2 separate regions of the Mus musculus genome follow, and region 1 is linked to region 2. Evidence: chromatin contacts called from public Hi-C data. All regions are on one chromosome and are shown on one strand. The core of a region is the stretch at or near the end of the contact, and the rest is flanking DNA. Distances in the headings are between cores, read along the strand shown. Region 1 holds the start of Stxbp6 (syntaxin binding protein 6 (amisyn)). Region 2 overlaps Stxbp6 (syntaxin binding protein 6 (amisyn)).

Region 1 (6,463 bases), core at 2,263-4,762, 190 kb before region 2:
ATATTCAAGAGTTTATGTTAACAAAAGTGCTATTTGATATTTTCCACTAAAAAGTTGGTAAATTGATAAATTCCTAAATTGTTGTTGCTTAATATAAATTCACATCCTCGGAATGAAAATGTGAGGAGGTACTAGCTATGCTATATAGCTGGTCTGAGGCCCCCAGCACATATATAGCAGAAGATTGCCTAGTCTATCCTCAGTGGGAGAGGACATGCCTAATCCTAGAAAAACTTGAGGCCCCAGGGAGGCAGGAGGCATGGTAAGGGGAACATCCTCTTGGAGAAAGGGGGAAGGAGGAATGGGATGAGGAACTGAGGTAGTGGGGACCAAGAAGTTGCTGGGAGGAGAGGCAACAGCTGGATTGTAATAAATAAAATAATAATAATAAAGAAAAAATAATATCAACATTAAAAATGTAGAGGTGAATCTAGTCCCATATGCATAGATGGCACTATTATATCTTAAGGGAATCTATTAAAATGCTGTCCTATGACATCAGTGCCCTGCAACAAACCATATCACTTAATCAGGTTGGTTTATTTATTGGCTTTTGAGATATGGTCTTGTTATATAACCCTTGAACTCATGGCAATTCCCCTGTCTCTGCTTTTCTAGTGCTGGTATTGAAGATATAAGCCACAAGGCTCAAATTCATTTGTTATTTAGATAGCATTTCCTCCCATTTGGCTTAGACAACCTAAGGCATCTAAATCCACAAGAGTTTTAGGTTGAGGTTTCACAGTGAGTTAGGACACTATTGTTTTTATATAATTTAATACCCACAAAGGTCGTGTCCTTGTAACCATGAGATTACTTATGCCACAAAGGAAGAAGGAAATATCACTTTTATGTTTTTCTTCTTTCTCAAAATAATAAGTTAAAAGTACTTAACTTGGCAGCTGGATGAAATACTGTGTCTTTTTCGTTTCTATCATTACAAGATTAAACTTCAAAGACAGACCATTTCTGTAACTATATGCAAGAAACAGACAATGCTAGCTTTTTACGGGGTGGGAACAGGCTTCACTCTGTAAGAAGCTCTTTTGCACTATGTTCTTTAAAAAAAAAATCACTATTTGTTGTTTACTCATATAAACTTTAAATGTGATTATTTTAATATCGAAACAGAGAGACAAAAGGCAAGAGGTCGTCGAATCCCTAATGTGCAGGAACACACACATACACAATATGAAACACTAGCAAAATATTTTTCTTGTAAGCCCCTCCCTATATAAATGTTTATTTCCTGTTCTTGATGACATCATCATCATTATTTTTTTTTTAAAACAACAATTCTTAGGAACTAGGGGAGGTACAATACAGGCCTGGGAGATTTTGATGATTGAAATTTTTATTTATTTTGCAAATATTTGTAACTACCTGTTATGTGATAGGCCCTGCTCTAGGTACTTCCTCCTCATCAAAACTTCTGGAAACCTTCTGTGTAAACACTCAAGCATTTTTTTTCCCTCCTTGAGAGTTCTGCGGGCTTAAAATACTTCCAATAGATAAAGGGTAGTTTGTTCTGAAGCAGACACTAGCAAACTGTTCGTTAAAGGGCACTTTGTACAGAGGGCAGCCATCTTGTCTAGACCTTCAGTACTGAGGGGGGATAGGGGAAAGATAAACATTAAGGTGGTGAGGAAGAAGAGTGAAGGTGACAATAGAAACTAATACCAGAGGATCTTATTAACTGATTTGTTGAAATAGTCAAAAATTTATTCCAATGTTTTATTAGCAATATCCCAAAATTAAAAAAGCTGCTCTAATGGATGAAGTTTGCTACCTTGGATAACCTTTGTAATGTATGTCAAGTCTAATTTGATAGGTGATGATCAAGGATAGTGCGTTCTTATTGCCTAAACTCTCACTATTAAAAAAACCCACAACCACACACCACTTCTAAACCTCTCATAAATAATGAGAACTGTCTTCTAATTCAAAGCTGAGGAAAATACAGCTGTGGAGAGAAGCCATTTGCTCTCCTTAACTGATGGAGGAATGGCTGAGAGTGACAGAAAACCCGATTATTATTTTTCGGTAAAAAAGATAACCCAACCACACGTCTTTCCAGAGATAAGCAGAACGCAGACAGCCTTATCAGTGAAATGCTTCGGATTTTCATAAAACAGCGATCATATCACGAGCAACCCTTTCTTCTCCTCCGAACTACTTTCCTAACTACTGCTCAACATGTCTTCCCTGAAGAGGTATCTTTGGATGATACTGATTTTCTTTTTTTCCTCTCCCGCGTCTCAGCTGGTTCCAACACATTCTACCAAATAAAAAGCAGGCATCACAGACTAGCAATCAGGAGCTCGGGGTCCCACCTTGCTCTCTTCATGTACCAAATCTTGCAGCTTTCTCTTCCGCCAGGGAGGATCAGGCCAGAATGAGGTGGGACACAAAGTGGAAAGGTTGGCCAAAGAACTCGGTGATCAAATTAAAGTTTTAATGCAGTATGAAACGGAAAGAAATCAATACAAAAATTAAGGATAAAAATATCAAAATTTTAAATAAAGGCAGGGCCGGTACTACGGGGGCGGGGGGGGGGGGCTTCCTTTTGTTTCAGAATGTAATATGCCTTTCAGGGACTCTTGAGCAGCTAGGCTGAGTCTAGTTTACCTTGCAGTGAGCCCAGGTGCTTAGACTTCGGAAGCGTCCTCAAAGTTTGTTCTCAAAGCCACTTTCCGCATTAGTTAACTCCGAATGATCCAGCGTTTATCACTAGCTCGCTTCTGTCAGGAAAACCTATTTCCCCTTGCACTTTGAAGGCAGTCTGAATCATCCTGGATCCTTGCCAGCGCCTTGCTAAGCCACCGTGGGCAGGCGCTCAGCACCTCTCCTCTCCACAAAACTCCTTGGTTCAGATTGGCTGAGCAGCCACTGGACCCAGCAATGGGTTTTTGGTCTAAACTCTAGTTTCTTTTTTTCTTTCTTCTTTTGTTTTTCCTCTGGCAAGACTCAATTACCGGAATATTCTGAACGAACAAAACCCTATATGTTAACCACTTATTTATTTATAAAATAAAATCCAGCAAAACCAGGTCTGATTTCCTTCACGATAGCCTTGGGCGCTTAGAGCACAGCAGTTGCTCTGCCTGCGGAGCTCCCTCAAGCTGGCTTCCTCCTTCCCGCTTCACTCATTTACTGGGCTTGCCAGGCCCCATTAGCTCTTGGATTTTGTCACCCCAAGTAAGCTTGCGACTGAATAAAACCCCACCTGCTGGGCCCACATTCCTGTAGCATGTTGTTTTTTAAATACTTGCTTGCAAAGGCTCCCAGAAGCAGCCCATCTTTCCAGCCCACAAACTTCCCACAACCCATGGGACTCTCACCGCTTTGCACTTGCTAACCCGCGCCCCAAGGGCTCGCCCCCACTTGTCCCCCGGGCTCTGGGCCTGTGGCGGGGCCCCGGAGCCCTGGGCTACCGATCTTTGCCCCAGGCCAGGTCGTTGTGGCTCGCCCACAGCAGCACTGGGCATGCTCACAGGCAGCGGCGGGGGCAGGTTGGTTTTGCTAGCTCGCACTCGGCGGCAGCGGGCCGGCGCGAGGCTGCAGCTGGAGCTCTGGCGCCCGGAGTTGGAGTTGCCAGGAGTTTCCCCGACCCCTCCCTCCTCGCGCACAGCGGCAGGAGCCCGCGCGGGAGCGGCGAGCCGCGATCAGCCAGAAGCCGAGCCGGCCCAGCTTAGTCTGCAGCCCCGATCTCCGCGCGGGGCAGCCGCGGGGGAGCCCTGTCTTCGGTTGGGACGCGTGCCGCGCACTAGGCACCGCCCGAGCACGAGCCAGGCTGCACGGTAGGTTCCTGGCGTGGGGAGGCCAGGCTACCCGGCGTACAGTTGCAGCTATCGCGGCTGCGGGCTGGGATGCGCGGCGCGGGGCAGGCGGAGAGGGTAGGCGCGCGGAGAGCCGCGCGGGCAAGTTGGAGGGCGGCAGGAGAAGGGGCTGGACACAGGGCTCAGCTGCTTTGTGCGCGCGGAACGGGGTCGGGGTAGCTGATTCTCCCTCCAACCCCGGACCAGGAGTGGGAGCTACATTGGCCAGAACCTAGCAGGTCAGATTCCCGTGAGAAAGTTGGTGGTGGAGCCCTTAGGTCCGCACTGCCTGCTCGGCAGAACGATCCCCCTGGGCTGCCTCCTGGAGAACTCAGTGGGTCGCAGCGCCCCTAGCCAGAGCTCTCTCCGCTGAAATTAGCGAAATCACCCCATCTATGAATGCTGGCATCTTCCAGGAAGATCATCGATGCCAAAACTGAGGCTGGTACTTCTTACGGGGTTAGCTTCCGGGCCCCTTAGCTTTTGCCCCTTCCCCCAACCTAAGAAGTGGTCAGGGGCTCAGCCAAGGCCTCCCTCGGGGCTCCGAATTCTCTTTCAGAGCGCGCCAGAATCCGGCTCACCCATATGGCGGGTCAGAGAAGCTGGAGTAGATGGATGGCTTGTTTTTTCTTTCTGACTTTCCCCAGGTTTACATTATCACAGACCCCAGGACCCAAAGGTCAGTTAGAGAGTTTAGAATGGCACACCGTTCTTTAGGAGGAGTGCATGCGAGCTTGTTTGCTTTGGACTTCGTTAACAACCATCTCCTGTTTCTATCATTCTTCAACCCGGACTTTGTGGGAAGGAGCAGGGACCGAGGAATGCCTTCTTCATTTCATAGTCTCCTAAGGTCTTCTGGGAGACTCCGAGGCCCTGAAAACGGCAGTATGCATATTGCACGGATGTTCAGGATGGCCACGGTCCTTCTGGGTCCACCCCCCCCCCCCCGCTTGTTGTTTTGAGTTTTAGAATTGTGCCTGCACATCAGTCAGAGCAGTGCTGTCCTAACAGGGTGTGGTGGAGGGGAAAAGGGTTGAGGTGTGTGGAGGAGTTCAGCCCAGGCTGTGAATAGCTGTTTGCCTTGATGAGGAGGCTGCATTGGGAAGAAATACAGAATAATTATGCAGGCACCTCACTCTTTTAAATCCCCCCTTCTCCTTTTCTTTCATCTCTTGGCTGAACACCTTGGTTGTTGGTTATGTGTGTTAAGTTTTTAAAGGAGAACTCACTCTGACAAAGTGGCAGGGTTTTGGGAGTTAACCATTTTGGTGTACGTTTTTCTCTTGGGGATTGTAACATCTTGGGGAAGGTTTTCAGATGTGGGGGTCCCATGGTGTGGCTACACAACACAGGTTCTCGAGTCACACAGACCTGAGGGCAAGTTTTCCCTGATGGACAAGTTATTTACCACTTTGAACTTCAGCTCTTGTTTGTGTTGTTTGTTTTGTTTCTGACAAAGTGGGAGATAACGGTGACCCTATCTCTTTCTGTTGTGAGACCTGAGTGAATGACGTAAAGGGAGATGAAGATTGCTAAGAAAACACAAAGATGGTATCTAGGCCTTAGGTTTTGTTTCTGTGCACTGTGCCCAGCTTTAAAAACTCTGCTTATTCTTGATTATAACAATCAAGTCTCCCCGGACTGTGCAGTCTTCACTACAAGGTTTAGTTGCTGAGGTCTGTGGAAGAAGCCATTGACACACACCTGCACGGCTTCTCTTGATTTTTATGGGTGGGAAATCCCACTTTCCTGTCTGAGGGAGGCAGTGTGGTATAATGGAGGAGACCATGGGACCTGCCCTAGCACCATTCACAGTCCTGGCCCCCGCAGAACTGTCTGTGTCAGCAGGGCTTCTTTTGTGATCCTAGGATGATGAAGAAATCAGCAAGTCCTGGGATGGAGCTCTGACTTGGCTTTTCATAGTGACCTTGAATTAAGGACTCAAGTCTCCTTGCTGAAATCAGTCTGTGAGATTAAAAACCAACTTAAGTGGCAAGGACAGGAGAGATTGCATGCCACCCAGTTAACAAGGATTTAATGAGGCTCCCGAGCTTCCCCAGAAGTATACCCTGAGCCTAGCTAGAGCAGAGATTCCCAAATATGAGTGTTAGTTCTTGATAACTCATGAATTGCTGGCTTTCACTTCCAGTCTCTTGACTCTCTAGGTTTAGAGCAGAGGTATGGCAGTTTGTATTGCTAACTAGCTTCCGATGACACTAAGGCTGCTCCCCAGCCATGCCTACATAGAATCACTAATTTCTATAGGGGGAGAAAGAGAGGGGGCTGCTCCAAATTAGTTCTCTGTAGTGGAGACAGGGTTTCTTCCAGGAGCTTTTGGAAGTTGCTTTAAGCACTTTGAACTTCAAGACATGTGTCAGCTTCTATTGCCTCATTTTAATGATTCTAGTTGCTTTTCTAATGAGTAATTTTACAAAAAGATAAGATTGCTCTTTCTTACTGTGTAGTACTTCTTCTCCAGTCTGTAGAGATTTGGTGATCCTTAGACGTGTGTGGGCTGGTTGCCAACCTGAGAAGAAGGACCCTTAACTAAGGAGTTACTTCTGTTGTCCTATAGGCAAGTCTGTGGGACATTCTCTTGCTTATGATTGATGTGGGAGGGCTCAGCCCTCTGTGGGTGGTGGCAC
Region 2 (5,885 bases), core at 905-3,404:
CTGGACTTAAAATACTGCTTGCAGGCTCTCCTTCTGCCTGATATTGGGACACAGCAAAGTGGCCGATAGATAGAATAGATAGAAGTCTTGTACTTTCTCATACCACTGCCCCTGGCAGTCACATTTTTTTTTTTTAAAAATCTAATTAGAAAGAAATTAGTTACCCTCATAATATTCATATCACTATTGCTCTCAGAAGAATAGCGTGCCAACCATCACTGTAGCTCCCCAGGGCCACAGCTGGGTGACGTTGCTGGTTATCCAACAGTCTGCATAGCACCTTCCGGTGTGGTGAAAGCCAGCCAACAGCAGGAAGCTTCCTGATCAGTCCCAACCTGAGTTCTCCAAGTCTCGGGACCAAAACGTGTGGTTAGCTCTTCAGCAAGAGAGTCTTAGCATCAAATCATACTGGGCAACCAAAGGCAATAGACTACAATAGACTGTACTGCTTTGGGTGTCACCAGGGCACGATGACTAACAAATCACACCTGAGTATCCAAGAGCTGGCACTAGGCTTTCATATGGCAACCTATGGCTCCTGGAGGGGCATAATTTGTGCAGGGCAACACCAATTAAACTCTGTTACATGAGAAAAAAATTATGTATATGTATAATCACCTTATAAAATAGTGAATTTCTGTGTGGCTTTTTCAAGCATCTTTAGTGTTAATTACCCTCCTTTTTCCAGAAAGGTGGGCAAACAATTTTTAATAGCAAGTGAAAAAGCCAACAGAAAAATAACTGAGACCTGGAACCACATAAAACAAAATGAAAAGAAAACAAACAAAAACCAGAAATCTATGAATTTAAAGTAAGTCCATTTAAGGTAAATGGCAATAATGATAAAATAATTTGAATTATTGTATGTTCATATTAATTCCAATTTAATTGAATTCAAATTCAAATTGTGTGTTCACTGGCCACATTTTGTTGATATAAAAGAGAGGAAATACTTCATTTGCCACATTTTGCTGATGTAAAAGAGAGGTGAAATTTGTTCTCTACAGAGCTATATGTAGGATTAAATAACATAACATATGTGGAAAATGACGTGTGCTTTCCATGCCATACTCAACAGTAAATAGATATTTTCAGATCCACAAAGACATAAGGCACTGACCAGCCTTCCTCTTCCTCTTCCTCCTCCTCTCCAGAGAGAAGTAATTGAGGGTACAGATTCAGGAGCAAGTATGGTTGTGTTCTAATGGTATCTCTTTCCATATGAGCTATAATCTCAGATAAAATATTTATCTAGTCCTTGGGTTTCCCATTTTCAACATAAACCAACCTCAAACAATTGTTCTGAGGATTGAGTTTTTACAGACCACTTTGGACAATGTTTCATATGAGGTAATGGTAGTAGTGCTGTTATGTTTCAGATATGGAAAGTTGTAACAGATATGGTTGCCATATTTCTAAGGCATTAGGGACTTCTTTTATATATTAAAGATTGGAATTTTTTTCTTTAAAGGACATAGGATAGAATGATTCATTACTCAATTGTCTTTCTAATTTTTTGGTTTGTAAAATATGGAACACTATATATTTAAAATTATCTTTTGCTGATGCCTAAATATTTTGTAAGATATATCAAAATAATGTGCTGTATACACCTTTATGTTGTAACACCAGCCAGCCATGTTGACTTACTACTTAGGACACTAGGGCAGAGAAGTCTGTAAATTTCAGGCCTCTGATCAAACCCAGCCCATTCTTGTAAATAAAGTTTTATTGGAACACGCCACACCCCTTACCTGCATACCACCCAAGGTTCCGTGATATAACAGCAGTTTTAATGGGAACACTATCACTTGAGAAACTCAAAGGATTTACTAGTTGGCCATTTGTAGAATTGATTGTTCTGAAACTTACCTAAAAGATTTTCAGTAAGTCTTTATTCAGAAACAATATTGGATACATTTCAAAAGATAACCATGTATTTTGAAAACATAAACGGCAATAGAATTTTAAAGAATTCACAATGGTGGTGGTGGTGGTGGTGGTGGTGGTGTGTGTGTGTGTGTGTGTGTGTGTGTGTGTGTGTGTGTTTAGCTAAAATGTATTAACTACAAAAAGCGGGTATAGAATTCTGCTTCTTTCTTGGTGTGGGAAATGTCACATTTAGGACTGTTTGCTGCTGATCGTGTTGTTAAGGAATGTTGTCAAGGCCAGTATGTCTAAAATTAGAGCATAGAGCCAGGAGGTCAGAGAGGGACAGACAATGCAACTTTCACTCATAATCAAAGAACTCGGCTCCCTGTGGATTTCCCCAGCCAGGTTCCCAATTGAGAAGGGAGATCTTTGTAATGTTTTCAGTGTTTATTCTCAAGGCCTGTTGACCTTTGAATGATCTGAGATTTTTTTTTTCCTTGTGTATTCTGTTTTAATGGTTTGTATTTTGTTTGGTTTTAAGCATGTTTAACTTTTAAAAAAGAAGAACTACTATATACGTGTTGAGAATTTTTAAGTATATAAAAGAATAAATATCAGGAGATAAACATAGGAAGGCAATGGAGTCATCATGCACATAGGTGCTGATGCTCACACTTCTCCGTCCCTCAGGGCATTTGTAAAAGGTGCATTTCCAGTGTGCTGACTTCACAGGACTATGTTCTTGATAAAAAAAAAAAAATCCACCATTTTAAGAAACGTTTGTATCCTTTAACTTCTCAACCACACCACAACACACACTTTGATGCCCATTTTGCCAGGAACGTTCTGACTTCAGCAATGCGGGATACTTGACTAGAATGTGAAAACATGAAAAAGATTTTTTTGGTTGTCAAGCCGAGAGAGAACATTAGGGTTTGTTGTTGTTGTTGTTTTTGTCTTGGTTTGGTTTGGTTTTCGTGCTGATTTCTATTTCTATCCATTCGCAATTCTACAGGGCATTTCAAACACACTGTCTAGACATGACTCGGTATGGAAGACATGTAGACAAGTCCAAAGGAAAGACTGTTCTTTGTTCTGTCCTATTAGAACCGAGCTGTGTCCCAGACCTCCTAGACTCAGAGCGGGGTTATGTCCACTGTACACTTACTGTGTTTTGAGACATGATACACTGTAGTTAAATGATATTAAGAGCCCAGATTTCACATGTAGCTATGCTTATATTACTAAATGTAAACAAAGAAAACCAGATACCACTAGCTTTCCTTGTCAGTTTGTTTATTTGTTTTATCGCTTGTTGTTGTTGTTGTTGTTGTTGTTGTTTCCAAGACAGGTTTCTCTTTGTAACAGCTCTGAGTGTCCTGGAACTCTCTGTAGACTAGACTGGCCTTGAACTCAGCGACCACTGGCTTCTTAATGATATGAATTTAGATATTGTGGTTAGCAGTCGGTGCGAGGCAGACCTATAAATATGCACCCTGGGGCTACTTTCTAACACTTTCTTTTCATTTTTTTTAACCAATGGGTAATTTTTTTCCTTTCTTTTTATTAGCTATTTTCTTTATTTACATTTAAAATGTTATCCCCTTTCCTGGTTTCCCCTCAGAAAACTCCCTATCTCCTTCCCCCTCCCCCTACTCACCAACCCACCCACTCCTGCTTTCTGGCCCTGGTACTTGCCTATCCTGAGGCATAGAGCCTTCACAGGACCAAGGGCCTCGAGGCCCACTGATGACCAACTAGGCTGTCCTCTGCTACATGTGCAGCCAAAGCCATGAGTCCCACCATGTGTTTTGTTTGTTGGTGGTTTAGTCCCTGGGAGCTCTGGGGTTACTGATTAGTTCATATTGTTGTTCCTCCTATGGGGCTGCAAACCCCTTCAGCTCCTGGGGTACTTTCTCTAGCTCCTTCACTGGGGACCCTGTGCTGCATCCAATGGATAGCTGTGAGCATCCACTTCTGTATTTGTCAGGCTCTGACAGACTTCACAGGAGACAGCTATATCAGGCTCCTGTCAGCAAGCCCTTGTTGGCATCCACAATAGGGTCTGGGTTTGGTGGCTGTATATGGGATAGATCCCAAGGTGGGGCAGTCTATGGATGGTCATTCCTTCAGTCTCTGTGTAACACTTTGTCTTTGTAACTCCTTCCATGGGTATTTTGTTCCCCCTTCTAAGAAGGATCAAAGTGTCCACACTTTGGTCTTCCTTATTCTTGAGTATCATGTGTTTTGCAAATTGTATTTTGGGTATTCTGAGCTCTGGGCTAATATCCACTTATCAGTGAGTGCATATCATGTGTGTTCTTTTGTGACTGGGTTACCTCATTCAAGATGATATCCTCCAGGTAAATCCATTTGCCTAAGAATTTCATAAATTCATTTTTTAATAGCTGTGTTGTAGTCCATTGTGTAAATGTACCACATTTTCTGTTGAGGGATATCTGGGTTCTTTCCAGCTTCTGGCTATCATAAATAAGGCTGATATGGGCATAGTGGAGCATGTGTCCTTATTACATGTTGCAGCATCTTCTGGATATATGCCCAGGAGTGGTATTGCTAGGTCCTTAGGTAATAGTATGTCCAATTTTCTGAGGAACTGCCAAACTGATTTCTAGAGTGGTTGTACCAGCTTGCAATCACACCAGAAATGGAGGAGTGTTCCTCTTTCTCCACATCCTCTCCAGCATCTGCTGTTACCTGAGTTTTTATCTTAGCCATTCTGACTGGTGTAAGGTGGAATCTCAGGGTTGTTTTGATTTGCATTTCTTTGATGACTAAGGATGTTGAACATTTTTTTAGGTGCTTCTCAGCCAATTGCTATTCCTTAGTTGAGAATTCTTTATTTAGCTCTGTATCCCATTTTTAATAGGGTTATTTGATTCTCTGGAGTCTAACTTCTGGAGTTCTTTATATAAAAACATGAAGTTCCTGTGCTTTGTGGAGTTTGTGTTTCTGCCTCCCTTTCATCTTTCCTGCTGTTTTTCCCCTTGTTTTAGAGCATTTGTGTCAAGTTACATGGATTCAAAATAAGCAAAGCATTCAATTACCTAAAAGGAGAATGGGGAAAATTGCAGTGCCATATATACCCTGTAACCTCTAATAATTATGTCTGGATCAGCTAACATACAAATTAAAATATGTGTGTTCTTGATATCTTCCTTATTCACAAAAGGAAATGATTACTACATTTTGTCAAACTAATGTCAATATGATGAGATGTTAGAACATTCTGCCAGCAGCTGCACATTAGCCATATAAGGTAAGGCTTTAATTATAGCTCCATCCTGCAGCAAAATGCCTAATTGGACTCATGTAAAATTTTACTTGAAGCAAGATTTTTTCCCCTGAAGATTTAAAGAATTAAGAAAAGATTGTCTTTTCCCATTCACTGTTTTTTTTTTTTTTTTTTTGCCTTGCTGATCTTTGACCTTTAAATCTACACCCTGCTGTCTCTCCCTATTACAAGAACTAACAAAAAGAAATGTCTGTCTGTCTGTCAGTTGATACCTTTCTGCCTGCCGTTTGGTTTTCATTTCTGCACTGTGAATTCTCAACTGTTAGTTGTCTTTGGTGTTTATTTTAGACCAATTGTTTGGGTGTATCTTATTCCTGCAAAGTCCTTATCTGTACTCAGCTGAGTATGAAATATGTATGAATGTCCATATCACAATCATCCCATCATTCAAATACAAATATGTGTGATTTCCCACACACACACGAGAGAAGTCCTTACTAACACGTGTCTCTGACAACTTTCTGAAGTGACGACATAGCATGACACTGCAGCTGCTGTGGTGTCCAGTCTCCATAGTAGTGAATGGGATCTCACTACATCATCACAAGTGAATGCTATAGTATTTGTTATTTGGTCATTTTGTTCTTTAAGTGTACCCAAAGGTAGATTTTTTAATAAGAAAAGAAGCAGATAATGTTGTTTTCATTCAGACTGCAGAGGAGAGAAAATGCATTATGGGTGTTGTCACCAGGAGCTAATA

The links. Hi-C and Micro-C count contacts between places; a contact is called where the count stands out from the background.
Region 1: a contact with region 2 is called in a Hi-C map of Sertoli cells, with 4 times the contacts expected there. The contact joins the promoter of Stxbp6 here to the enhancer-like site in region 2. A contact is called at or near these places in 5 of 39 promoter capture datasets (the C10 cell line, cranial neural crest, hippocampal neurons and 1 more), 2 of 484 Hi-C or Micro-C datasets (Sertoli cells and group 2 innate lymphoid cells), 7 of 115 datasets of contacts at active chromatin or transcription factors (astrocytes, cardiomyocytes, fibro-adipogenic progenitors and 4 more) and 3 of 9 other capture datasets (adipose tissue, liver and pancreatic islet).

Annotation. Positions count from the first base shown.
Region 1 is chr12:45,071,532-45,077,994 of GRCm38.p6, reverse strand. It overlaps Stxbp6 (syntaxin binding protein 6 (amisyn)), which reads left to right and starts at 3,512. Exons shown (of 6, transcript NM_144552.3): 1 at 3,512-3,800.
Region 2 is chr12:44,883,365-44,889,249 of GRCm38.p6, reverse strand. The region is part of intron 4 of Stxbp6 (syntaxin binding protein 6 (amisyn)); the gene reads left to right. Among named protein-coding and RNA genes, the nearest start is that of Gm33548, 40 kb to the left of the region's middle. Within about 2 kb of position 2,154, at least 7 of the 459 cell types and tissues checked have an H3K27ac peak or open chromatin away from gene starts, as enhancers often do. A contact at or near this core is called in Sertoli cells, where this site is marked.